2 separate regions of the Sus scrofa genome follow, and region 2 is linked to region 1. The links are chromatin contacts, called in public HiChIP or PLAC-seq maps. All regions are on one chromosome and are shown on one strand. The core of a region is the stretch at or near the end of the contact, and the rest is flanking DNA. Distances in the headings are between cores, read along the strand shown. Region 1 has its middle 150 kb from the start of BCOR. Region 2 overlaps BCOR (BCL-6 corepressor).

Region 1 (6,065 bases), core at 3,453-5,952:
CACACACAAAATTTCCCCTCCCCCTTCCCAGCCGCCACCTCCCCCACCCTCTTGATTCTTCAAGGTTTGCAGCCCAGTCCTGTCATATGGTTTTGTTTCTGTGCTGCTGCTTTTTTTCAGACACGAAAATTGGACACGTGGAGAATTAGCCTGGCTGGAGAAGCGCTGGGTGCAGATTCAAACAATGGTTTCCAGCAGCCAAGCTAAGGCAACACCTTCCCCCACCTCACCCCCAAATGGCAGCAGCCTGGGCTTAGAGTGAGCACACCCCCGCCACTGCCCCCCCCCCCAAGAGCCCGGGAAGGGACCAGTGGGGGCTCTACTTTCTGCAGCCCTTTCCTCAGATGCACACCCCTAGGTCGTCCTGGACTGCTGGCTCTGAGATCATTGTGCCTGGGGTCTTTGGGGACTTCCTGCTATTTTTCCCTGGGAAGGTGCTGTCTCAAAGATGTCACCCCAACTATGAATGTTTAAAAACCCAGGCAGGCTCCAGGCTCTACCCTTTGGCAATTCCACCCTCCCTAGGCATACTTTCCTAACTGCTTGGATCCCACTCCCACCCCCATCCGAAGAGCCGTCTCCAGGTGGCTGGGCCTCTAAAGAGCAGCTTCCTTTAACCAGTAGTCTTTTCCAGAGGCCTCATCCTCCACTGCAGCCACAACCTTGGCCCTCAGCCTCTCTGTGAACCCTCCCCCAGCGCACTACCCTACACTGGCAGGGGCCTCAGCCTCCCCCCACCAACGGCAGTTACTCTCTCGCCTGTGCACCTCGTCCCCAGCTCGAGTGCACGGTTGTGTGTGTGTGTGTGTGTGTGTACGCGCGCGTACACACACACACACACACACACACCCGCACAGAAGCTCTTGGCCTCCCGGAGCTGGTTTCCTCTTACAGGCTCACGGCAGAGCTGCTGGGGCTGTGGCAACGCTTGCGGCTCCCTATGCAGCCCTGGGTTTCCTTGCAGCGCTGCGAGTTGTGAATCTGCCTTCTCTTCCCTTCCTGCAAAGGTCAGGCCATCTCCTCTCACTCGGCCACAGTGATGCTCTGGCCTGCAGAGCTCCAACACTGCAGCCTGGCAATGAGGATGGAGTGGGCATTCATGCAGGCACGAAGGCAACCCTCCCCACCCCCACCCCAGCCAGGGGGCAGGAGCCAAAGGGTGGGGGATTCAGGATGAGAAACACTGCAGACAAACCCCAGAAAACAGCTGAGGATTTGCAGCCAGGGACTCAAGAGAGGGAGAGAAAACCAGGCAAAGGCTGTTAGGCCTGGACTCCTCAAGAGCAGGCATTTCCACCCCCACCCCAGGAGCTGCGCTAGCACGAGCGGAAGGCCAGGAGAAGAGGCCCCGGGTGTCTGTTCACTTCCTTGCCCCCCCCCCCACCAGCACCTCCGCTCAGGCTGCCCTTCACTCCAAGCAGGAGTTAGAAGCAAGCAAACAGGCTGACTTCGAATTCAGTGGCCACGGAGCTCGAGTCAGCTGCGGCCCCGCAAAGAGGGACCTTAGGGAGGCCCTTCTGCCACCCCAGCCCCAGTGAGGCTACTGAGCCCTGCGAGTAGCAGGGCAGACGACCGCAACACCTCGCTGTGCAGAAAAATGAGAGGAAATGCCATTAAACCTACTTCCTCTAAAGAGCGCCACCCCCAGTTTTCTGTGAACTGCGCCGGAGAAGTCAGGAGAGAGAGAGAACTCGTTAACCTTGCTTGGGTTTTAACATCGCCAGCTTCAAGTCAACCTCGGGCCGCCCGAAGGTTCTGTGAAATATTTCACCTAGCTCAGACAATTTCCTGCAGTCCCTAACCAGACCACCCCGCTTAGTGAGTAGCTGCCAATAGGCAGACTTGACTGCAGGGTGGCGACCAGAGGCCTTCCAGGCCACTGGCTGGCCTGGACCCTCCACTCAAGAGTCTGGACAAAGTCTTCGCAGAATCCAGAGGGACCAAGACCTGGCTAAGCCAGAAAATCCAAAACCATAAGAAAGAAGCCCAGGAAAAGGAGTTTAAGACACTTTTCTCCCTAAGCCGGTGTGTGTTGTCTGTGTGAATTTCTGGCCCCCCTGAAGTCTGTACAGTGGGCCTGCGCATGTCTCACGTTCCTGGGGAGCTATGCATTTTGAAGAGCGGCATCAGGAAAGGGGGTGACCGCTGTGTGCGCCCCCCGCTTCCACCCGCTCACCATTTTCCTCCGCATCCTCTCACTAGGGAACAGAGCACGCAGGCAGGAGTGGGATCCTTCGACTGCGCTGAGCCTCAGCCTCTTCCAAACGTGAGGCGCACGGAGAGAACTCCTGCTCTGCCCAGTTTCCACTCCCGCCTCCAGAATAACGAGCCGAAAACATGTGTACTGTAAATAAAGCCTGTCTAAATAAAGCACTCGGGCGAAGGCTGCCGAGAAAACACTCGGCATCGCTCTGTTCAGAGCGTGAGTCAGCTTCCCAGCTCCCGGGGAACAATGGGGACTTTGCCAAGGGTCCCCTTCTGTCGACCCCTGACGGCCCTCAGACCCATTTAGGTGGCGGAGGCGCCGGCCCATTGGGACTTCTGGCCTCGAGGTTGGGGGGGGGCGCTCCCAGCGGCCGAGGTTGGGGTCCAGCCCCAGGATTAACGCCGCCGGGAATCCCTCTATCCGCAGCTGCCTCGGAGGGGTTGAGGGTTAAACAAACACCGAGCAGAGGAGCGAGCCTGGGGCGCTGTGGGGCTGCGGCCCGGAGACGGGAGGGTAGGGGATGCTGGGGGCGTTCGCTGCCGAACCTCCCGAGGGGAAGGCGCCCCCTCCCCGTTCCCATTCCCAAGCCGGGCTCTCGCCCACTCGGATGGCCGCCTCTCCTCCGCGGCCTCCCAAGTCTCATCGGAAACGAACCGAGAGAGCAGCTGCCAGAGTCACCCTACTCCCCTGAGACTCCCCATAGGCCCATGCACGTACACCAGCACCCCCCCCACACACACACACACACGCGCGCGTGCTGGGGACTCGAGGAGGCCTGGCCCCCGACTTCGCGGCGTGGTCGCCAAGGTCGAGTGAAACGGCGCCCCTTTGGTGGAGGGCAGTGTTGGGACCCGTGACGGCCTCTGCGTCACGTCTCCTATCTCGTCCTCTGGGCTCCCTTGCGGAGCCGCCCACCCTCCAGGGGAGTTCCGACGGGAGCGTTGGCCTCAGCTCTGGCGCGGGGCGGTGGTTTCCCCGCGCCCCGTGACCTTGAGGGTCAGTGATCCACCCGGGAGGCTCGCGGTTTCCGGAGTGGTGCAGCCAGCCCTTCCTCCCCGCCTCTCCGGCCAAGGCCGCCCCCGGCCGCCCAGCCGTGTCCCGCTCAGCCGGCCAGCTCTCGGCCCCAGGCGGAGGCGTGAGGGTGAAAGCACCGAGGGCCTCGCCCACGCCCTGCGGACACGCGCGCCTCCGGGGCCTGCGTTGGCGCTCCAGCAGCCGGCAATTACCAAATCGTCGCGGGGCAGGGTTGGGGGCGAGGATTCGGGAATGGGGTTTGAGCGGGAGAAGGCGAGGAAAACAAGTGAAATGGGAGCGGCAGGGAGAAGGGACGGCTTATAAATCACCCAGCCCCACCCTCGAGCCACACCACAGAGGCGCCCCAAGCCCGCAAGGGATGGAGGGTCACTCGGCCACTCCTGGCCGACCTCTGAGCTCTCCCCGAGCCAGCGCCCCACCCGGGGCTCAGGCCGCGCTAGGACCAGCTCCCGGCCGGGATCGTAAACCACCCGCCGGATTCGGCGGGAAGCCACCCTTGGACGCAGCGCGCATCCGCCCAAGGGGAAGTTTATTTATAGCTTGTAAACGTAAAGGAAACCAGACCGCGCTGGCTCGCCGCGCTCGGGCTCCTACGCTCCCCACCTGCCCACCAGGGAGGGCGCGACGGGAGGCGAGTGGGGTGTCTCGGTTCCTTCCCTGCCCCCCATCCCCACCCCCGCTCCGCTCCCAGGGGAGAAAAGGGTAGGGTCCTAAGAGGCTGGCAAGTCTTAATTCCTCTCCAGGCGCCTATCCAGTGCCGTGAAGGCCGGAGAGGGCGGAGGACAGGGCCCAGGCCCCGGCCTGGGGAGGGTGGGGGCGGCCGAGCTGTCCCACTTGGCACGCACCTGCGGGCAGGCCCGTCAGTGCGGCGTGGGGTTCCGCAGCTCCCGCTCCGGGGCCGGGGAAGTCCTGGAGAGCCCGGGATGTGGGCGCTCCGGGAGCCTCTCCTAGGGAGGCGGGACGTTTCCCCGGTTCCTCCCGAGCACGTGTCCTCAGCAGAGCAGGCAAGCGCTGCGCGCCTGGGGCTGCGATCCCCGGGCGACAGCGGCCGAGAGCGCTCCCTCCCTAACCCCCAACCCCCGCCGTCGCCGCCTTTCTCGGGGAGCTCCAGGTTCTGGGGTGCGCTCGGGGCAGGCCCGAGGAACCGGAGAAAAGGAGAAGTGCCGGGGAGGCGATTAGGGAGAGAAGACATTTAAAAGCCTAGCCCTGAATAGACAAGCAGCCGAGCTGAAAAAGACGCCTGCGAGCCCCTCTCCCAACCCCCATCCTCCGCCCCAGTGGCCTCTCCCAGTCCCGGCGGAGCGCACCCACCCCTGGCCGCGGCCCGGGCGAATTCCAGGGTGTGTGTGTGTGTGTATGTGTGCGCGCGCGCGTGTTGCGAGGCTGTGTGTGTGTGTGTGTGTGTGTACGCGCGAGCGCCGGGCGGGCAGTTGCGAAACGGGCTCTTGGCTGCAGCGCGGCATAATGGAGGTGGCTGGAACAATGCGCGCTTTGTGCGCGCGGGGAGTTGTTTTCCATCCGCCTCGCCCCCCTCGCTCGAGCCGTATGGCACTTTAATCCCCGCCACGGCTCGGCACAAATGCACTTGTGTCCTGCAGGTCACTGGGGGCCGTGTGGCTGGAGCCGACCCCCTCCATCCGCGGACCTCACCGCCGGCTGCCCCATCTTTCTTCTTGTGTACCACTCCCCCCGCTTCCCCCGCCCCAGCACCACCACCTCAATTCCCGGCGTGGGCCAGTGAGCCGGCTTGGAAGCTTCCGGGCCCGCGAGTCACTTTTTGTCCTCCGTGGAGACGGCGCATTCCCCCGACCCCCACCCTCACCCTTCGCGAGCTCAGACAAACACACACCCAGGCCGACCGCAGGCCCCACACTCGCCGCCCTCCCTCTCGCTGTCTCGGCCCGCCCGCCCCCGCCCCGTGCTCCGGACTCCTGCGAACAATAGTAAATGTCAACAGATTCCGCGCGGCGAGTGTCTGACTCGGCCGAGATAAGGGTGCGCGGTTGGCCCCGCGCTCCGCGCCGCCGCGGGGGGAGCGCGCCCTGACCCCGGCAGGAAAGAACCGGCTATGACGACGAAACCGGTGCCGGAGGGGGGGGTGGATCGGAGGGGAGGCCATCAGCCGCAGCCCCGTAGGGGAGTCTCGCCCGGAGCCCAGGCCCCGCCCCGCCTCCACGCGCCTTAACCCGGTGCTCATGCGGGGCCCGTGGGCACAGTGAGAGCTGCCCGGCCGACGTGGCGCTCCGGCCTGCTTTCAGATCACCCTTCCACTGCCCTGCGGATGCCGGAAAAACGCTGATCCCGGCCAGGACGCAGGCAGTTTTCGACCTACTGGGAGCCGGCACCCGAAAGATGCGAAGGATTCGAGTGCTCGTCTTCGGAAACTCATTACAATATTTTTTTAAGCGCGCACACACTCTCGCACGTCCTCCTCCTCGATCGTCCGCAACCCACCACCCAGCCGAGTTAAAATTCGCAAATTGATTCTCACGCGTTGGTATTAATGGGTTGTTCCTCTTAAATTGTTGCCAACTTTGCTAATGGATTATTATTTAAATGATTTCTTTTTTATAAAGTACGTGTTGTTTTATAGATGCGTATTTACTTAAAGAAATCAACTGCATCTATTAACATATTAAAGAGAGAATAAAGCATCAGGGCCGGTGTAATGTACTGTTCAGCCTTACTTTGGGTGCTCACGAAGATAGGAAAATCTTATTTGTTTAATAATAAGTCACTCATGAATATGCAAATGACATCGGTGCAGTACCTCACTTCTGTCACTATTAATGAGTTGCAAATTAATGTGACAACAAAAGGAAAA
Region 2 (5,647 bases), core at 1,223-3,722, 130 kb after region 1:
TGCTGCCCCCGGGGAAACACAAAACTTCTTTTTGAATCTCGGGAAGGGCGGTTGACTGCGCTACGGGGCTCCTAAGACAGACCGAGGAGGGGAAAAGCTGAGAGGGCGGGCAGAGACAGGGCGACTCCGGAGGGAGGACGACCGACGGAGTTGCGGGGGGGCGGGGGAGCCACTCAGGGTGACCGGGCGGGAGACCCGGGAACCCGACTCGGCGCGAAGGTGCCGCGCGAGTTCCAGCGAGCAGCCGCCCGGCCAAGTGGCGCCGGCCCAGCCCGCGGCCGTGCCAGCTTCCTGCCCTGCCCAGGACCGCGGAGCAGTCGGGGACGCCGCCGCAGGCTGACCCGGAATCGCAGAAGGACAGCGGGGGTGGGGGCGCAAAGCTACAAGTAAACCCCTACTAGAACTTTCTGCACTGCCCCCCCCCCACTAAAGTGAGCCCGGACCCCAGGCCTGTGGGGCGTCGGCTCCGGGCTTTCAGTCTTGGAGGAAAGAGGGGGCAAAGGCCCAGGGAGCTCCCCTGAGCGGAAGATGGGGGGGACAGTCTGAAGTGTCTTTGGTCTCATTTGATGACCGCTAATCCGATCGGCTCCCAGACCCGCTGTGCCTTTGCGAGAGGGCGGGTCACTTCTGCCCTGGCCGGTGCGAGCGGGCGAGGGGACAAGCGAAAGCAGACACAGAGCTCGCTCGCTCTCCAGCTCCCTGTCCTCCCCGGCTACTACCCCTCACTTGGCCCTTCCCCGCACCTAAGGAAGGGGAGGGCACCCAAGCTCTGCCCCACCCTCCTTGGGGCGCTCCCCTCCGCCTCGGAAGCTCAGACCGACAGCGAGGGTTTTCCCCCTTTCCCTTGGGCTCGCTGGGTTTCCAACTTCCTTTAAACCTCCCTCCTCGCTCCGAAAAGCCCCGAGGAGAGGAGCCGAGAGGAAGCACGCCGCTAGTGTGCGAAATGAAGACCATGTGTGAGGACGGCGGCATCAGAGTGCAGCCGCCGCGGGCTGGGGGTGGGGTGGGGTGGCGAAGGCCCCCGCGCGGCCAGAGGCTTGGGGCGGCAGCAGCCAGCGCCTCAGCTCGGCGTTGGGGATGCGGAGACGCAGCGAGAAGCATCGAAGAGGCTGGGCTGGCCTCGTGGCGGGAGGCAGGGAGGGGGGGTGCAGGGGCGCGGAAGGGGGGCTGCCGCGCCATGGGGGGTGGGGGGCGGGGACGCAGCCCCGGCTTCCTGGGCCGCAGCTGCGACCGAGGGCGCAAGAGCAGATCATGCTCGGCGGCGGCGGCGGCGGCGGCGGCGGCGGCGGCGGCTCGGGCCCGCCGCGCTCGCAGCTGAGAATCAACAAAGGGAGGCGGCGGGCGAGCGGGGGAGGGGCGCCTCCGAGCGTTCGCTGGCTGCTGTGGAATAATAAAAAATAATTAATAATGATAATAAGAGAAAAATCCCCGGGCTTTCATGGCTCTGGGTTTCCGTGTGGCTGCAGCGGGAAGCGCGCTGTCCTTGAGGCGGCCTCTCTCGCCTGGTCTGCCCGCCCCTCCCCCTCCCTCGCCCCCTCCCCTCCCCGGGAACCGGGAAGAGAAAGGTCTGCAGCTGACAAATATTATCCATTCTCCCCATCGATCGCGGAGTGTACAGATGTGAGCGCTTGATGTGCCCGCGGAGCGGCGGATCCTCCCTGCTCGCTCGCTCTCGCCCAGGCTCCGCTCGCCGCCCCCCTCCTCCCCCTTTGTTCTCCTCCCCTTTCCCTCTCTTTAAATAGATTTCAGGGCGCTGCCTGTTGGAGAGCAGCTGGCGATCTCTCCCGAGAGAGGGAGCGAGCGCAGCCCGAGGTGCCCTGTCACCAGCCTCCCCTCCCCCACCTCGCTTACCCAGTGCGGGCCCACCCTCCACCTTTCTCCAGTTCCCAAAACAGAAAACACCGGGAACACCCACGTCCACTGCACCGAGAGTCTCTCCGAGCTCTTGGACTCCTCGCGCTGTCCCCTGTGTCCGTGTCTGTGTGCGGGAGAGGGAGGGGGCGCAGGGAGGGGGCTCGGAGACTTGCCGGAAGAGCCGAGGGTCGGGATCTTTCCTCGGCAGCAGCAGGGACGCAGCCCCGGTCACGCTGAGAGGGGACAGTTTACCCATTAGGGAAAGTCGGCGGAGGCGGCCCTTTTATTCCTCTTTTGCAGATGGCAGATTAAGCCAGCAGCGTCCGGTCTCAAAGGGGCCGGCCGCTCGGCTAAGGGTTAACCCGTCGGCCGGTAATCGCGGACACACGCGCGCGCGCGCGCACACACACACACACACACACACACACACACACACACACAGAGTCACACACACGCGCGCGCGGCGCGCCCTCCCCGCCCGCCGGAGCGCCCGCCACAGCCCGCAGTGCGCCCGGGGCTGGAAGGAGGGGGGACTCGGGGGGGAGGGGCGGGGCGGGCTTAACCAGGCCGCTCGACTGAGCCGAGGCCACCTCGCCGTCTGTCACTTAAATGATTGTCCTCCGCTCCGCTCGGTGCGGTCAGTACGGGCTGTTAACAGGCAGTTGCAATCAGTTTCCGAAAGGTCAGCCAAGGTCCTCCGGCTCTCGCAGACGGAAGGCATTACGAAACCGCTTTTGTATCTGCAGGCACTTTAGAAAAAGAGGCGAGGAGGGGCGCACCGCAGCGCGGCGATGCTGCGAGCCCCGGGAGAGGGGCGGGGGCCGTGGGGCGGGGGAGCTCGGCCCGCCCCCCACCATGGCCTGGACCGGGCGGCGGGGAAACCACACGGGGAGTGACCCAGACCCTCTTGGTTACGATGGGGAAGCCGGAAGGAAGAGGGGGGGCAGGCGGCAAGAGAAGGAGGAATGGGAGGAAGTGGGAGAGGCGTCCTGGCCCCCCTCCTCGCCCGGCCTTCGGCCCACACCAGGACCCGGACGGGGGCTGGCGGCCCTGGGTGCTGGAAGACCCCACTCGGACTCTCAGGTCCTCCTGTCTCTGGAAAGTGGGGCGGGGAGGGAATGAGAGACCCTCGCAGAGCAAGCAAGTCCCCGCGCGGTGTCTGAAGACGCTGCTGCTGCCGCCGCTAGAAGTCGTCCATCAGCAACCAGTCCAACCTGCCAGTGATAATGTGCGATCAACACCAAATCACCCCCGCCAGGCGCGATCCATCATCGCTGCGCGCCGCGGGGCCGCGTGAGGCTCACTCGGGGCTTGGGCGGGGGGGCGGGGGTGCGGAACAGAAGGCTGTCGCCCTGCGCACTTGGGCTCTCGGCGCACCTAGCTGCCCCTCCCGGAGGTCTGCACCCGGCGTTCATAACTCTCCAAGTTCCCCAGCCGCAAAGCACAGACACGGTGGCTCCGAGTTCCTCGCGCAGGTCACTTAGGAGCCAGCACGCCCTACTATCCCGGTCACACCCTACAAAGCCGTCCCTTCCTCGGATCTGCCCTGCCCGTCCCCTCCCCCTCCTTCGAGAAAGCCTGGCTGGCGGGAAATTAATATTTAATATCGTGAAATTGATTAAAGGGCTGGAAGCCGGCAATGGGGTGGGGGGAAGGGTAGGGGCGTAATTAAAGATCTGAGAGTCGTGGCCGCTCCTCGTGTGCTGCAGCCGCACAGGGCCTTTGTGAGGCCGTGGCGGAGCTGCGCTGGGCTGAGCCCAGCAGTCTCGGGGCGGTGGCCGGTGCTGCCCAGGATCCCGCCGGCGCCCGAGGGCGGAGGGCAGAGGCCGCTCTGCCGGGCGGGCTGTCCCGGAGGTAGCGAGTTAACCTTAGCGCACCTGAGGCTGCGCAGAGAGCCGCCTTCCCTTGCCTGCCAGTATCATAGGCTCATCTCGGCCGCAGGAGACTGAGGGTCGGGTGCTGCAGCTTTTCACTGCTAGTTCAGTGCAGAAGCTCCTTACTCGCCTAGGGGCTCTGGAAGGTGCATCCCCCTTGCAACTCCAAGGTCCCCAGCGCAGCCTCGCCCGGGCCCCATCGCAAGCCTCTCATGCATCCCTTCGAGAGAAGGGGAGTCAGGCAGGCTCCTCCAGTTCTGTAATTGGGGGATCCGCAGGCCGAGGCTGCTCAGAGCTCCCGTTGGTTCTCTCTCGTCCAGGCCCCACCCCGGGCTGCTCACACTTGGGGCAGCTTAACTCGTTCAGCTGCACTGCAGATGGGGCCTGCCGCTCGAGGCGGCGGTCTCCAGGGAGTCGTCACCGAACCAGCTCGGCCGGCCGCCTGTCGCACCATTTATGGTTACTGCGCCTCCCGGAAAGGGCACGGGGGGCTGGACAGGGCTGCGGGTGGGTGCGCCCAGGCCACTCAAGCTGGCGCTACTAGAGGAATTCGGATAGCAGTAACCCGTTGGCGCGGCTACCGTTCAGAAATCAGATAGTTGGCTCCTCGGCAGGATGACCCCCAGCTTGTGCAGGCCTGACTCCAAAGGACCGCTTTGAAGTTTTGCTCGTATACAATTTTTTTTTTTTTTTTTGTGAAGCCATTTGTCTGAAAAGTACCAACAAGTGTGCCGAGGGGAGGAAAAAAACCACACACAAACACAACAAGCGGCATCCTTGGCCCTAATCAGTTAGGGGAGGGCAGGAGGCCCCACCAGGCACCAGGCCCTCTAGAAGGAAGGTCAGGACCAGGGAGGATTAGGCCCAGTCTTGGGTTTATTGCTGTACTTGAACAAAGCACCGGGGGCTGCCTAAACTGAGGCAAGAGAGAGGTAATTAATAGAGGAGCTGAAGAAGCAAAGAAAGGCTGGTGTGGCTGCTGCCTGGGTGGGTGGAGAAGCAGAAGTGCTTCTCCATGAGAATAACAAGCTGGTGCAAACGTTATGCAGAATGACTTTATTTCACCAAAACAAAACCAAAAAGTTCACATTCAGCTTCTCACGCTGAGCTGATAAGCCACATGCAAACTTTGGATGGAACCTTGAACCAGTGGGAGGTGTCAGCCCGCAGTTTACACAGGGCAATGGGAAGCTTTTCCGAGTACTTCTCCCATTCCTACCTTTGTGATTCTACCTGCATCAGCTACTCCCTAGAGTGGCCTTTCTGACCTCCCAACCTGAGCCCGAGGCGAGATCACTCAGAATGCACCGCATTCATCAATGCCATTTCTGGTAAATTGGACCTCAGGTTTTGGAGTGTCCTAAGAGGGAGGCAGCCTACACAGTGCGCATACCGATGTCACAGCAAATGTGATGGGCGGCACACATTCTGTAGCCTTTCCTAGATAATATTATGGACTTCCCAACCAGATGCACCCGAGTTTCCAAGACATTCTGGATTTCTAGAGCTCTGGGCCCTGCATCTTAACAGGGCACGCCCCGCGACCTGCAGTCACGGGTATTGCGTGTGCAGCTGTGCACCAAACGTGTCCCACGGCTTGCCCGCGAGCTGCCGGGGTGGGAGGAAATGGCCTGGGTGTGAGGCCCGCGCCGGGTGCTGCCCATTGGTTCTCTGTCCACCGTTTCTAGACCGGCAGCCGTCCTTCGCGCAGCCCTCATCTCAGCCAGGGCCAGCCCGCCAACCCGAGGCAGGGGGAGTTGGGCGACAGCGCATCCCTTCAGGGCCCGTCCAGGTAGGGCGCCGGGAAGGGAGCCTGTCTGGGGAAGGGGCAGGCCTGGGTCCCCGGGGGTCCCGTGGGCCCCGGAGGAGCGGCCTTCCCGCTGGGGGCCCCGGCCACGCACGCCGGCTCCCGGGGGCTG

The links. HiChIP or PLAC-seq counts read pairs in DNA pulled down with a chosen protein or histone mark.
Region 2: an H3K27ac HiChIP or PLAC-seq map of skeletal muscle shows a contact between it and region 1. The contact joins two enhancer-like sites. A contact is called at or near these places in 6 of 47 Hi-C or Micro-C datasets (epiblast stem cells, liver, mesenteric adipose tissue and 2 more) and 1 of 2 datasets of contacts at active chromatin or transcription factors (skeletal muscle).

Annotation. Positions count from the first base shown.
Region 1 is chrX:35,736,784-35,742,848 of Sscrofa11.1, forward strand. No RefSeq gene overlaps it. Among named protein-coding and RNA genes, the nearest start is that of BCOR, 150 kb to the right of the region's middle. Within about 2 kb of position 4,703, at least 48 of the 83 cell types and tissues checked have an H3K27ac peak or open chromatin away from gene starts, as enhancers often do. A contact at or near this core is called in liver and skeletal muscle, where this site is marked.
Region 2 is chrX:35,866,074-35,871,720 of Sscrofa11.1, forward strand. All of the region lies in intron 1 of BCOR (BCL-6 corepressor), which reads right to left. Among named protein-coding and RNA genes, the nearest start is that of BCOR, 22 kb to the right of the region's middle. Within about 2 kb of position 2,473, at least 32 of the 83 cell types and tissues checked have an H3K27ac peak or open chromatin away from gene starts, as enhancers often do. A contact at or near this core is called in liver and skeletal muscle, where this site is marked.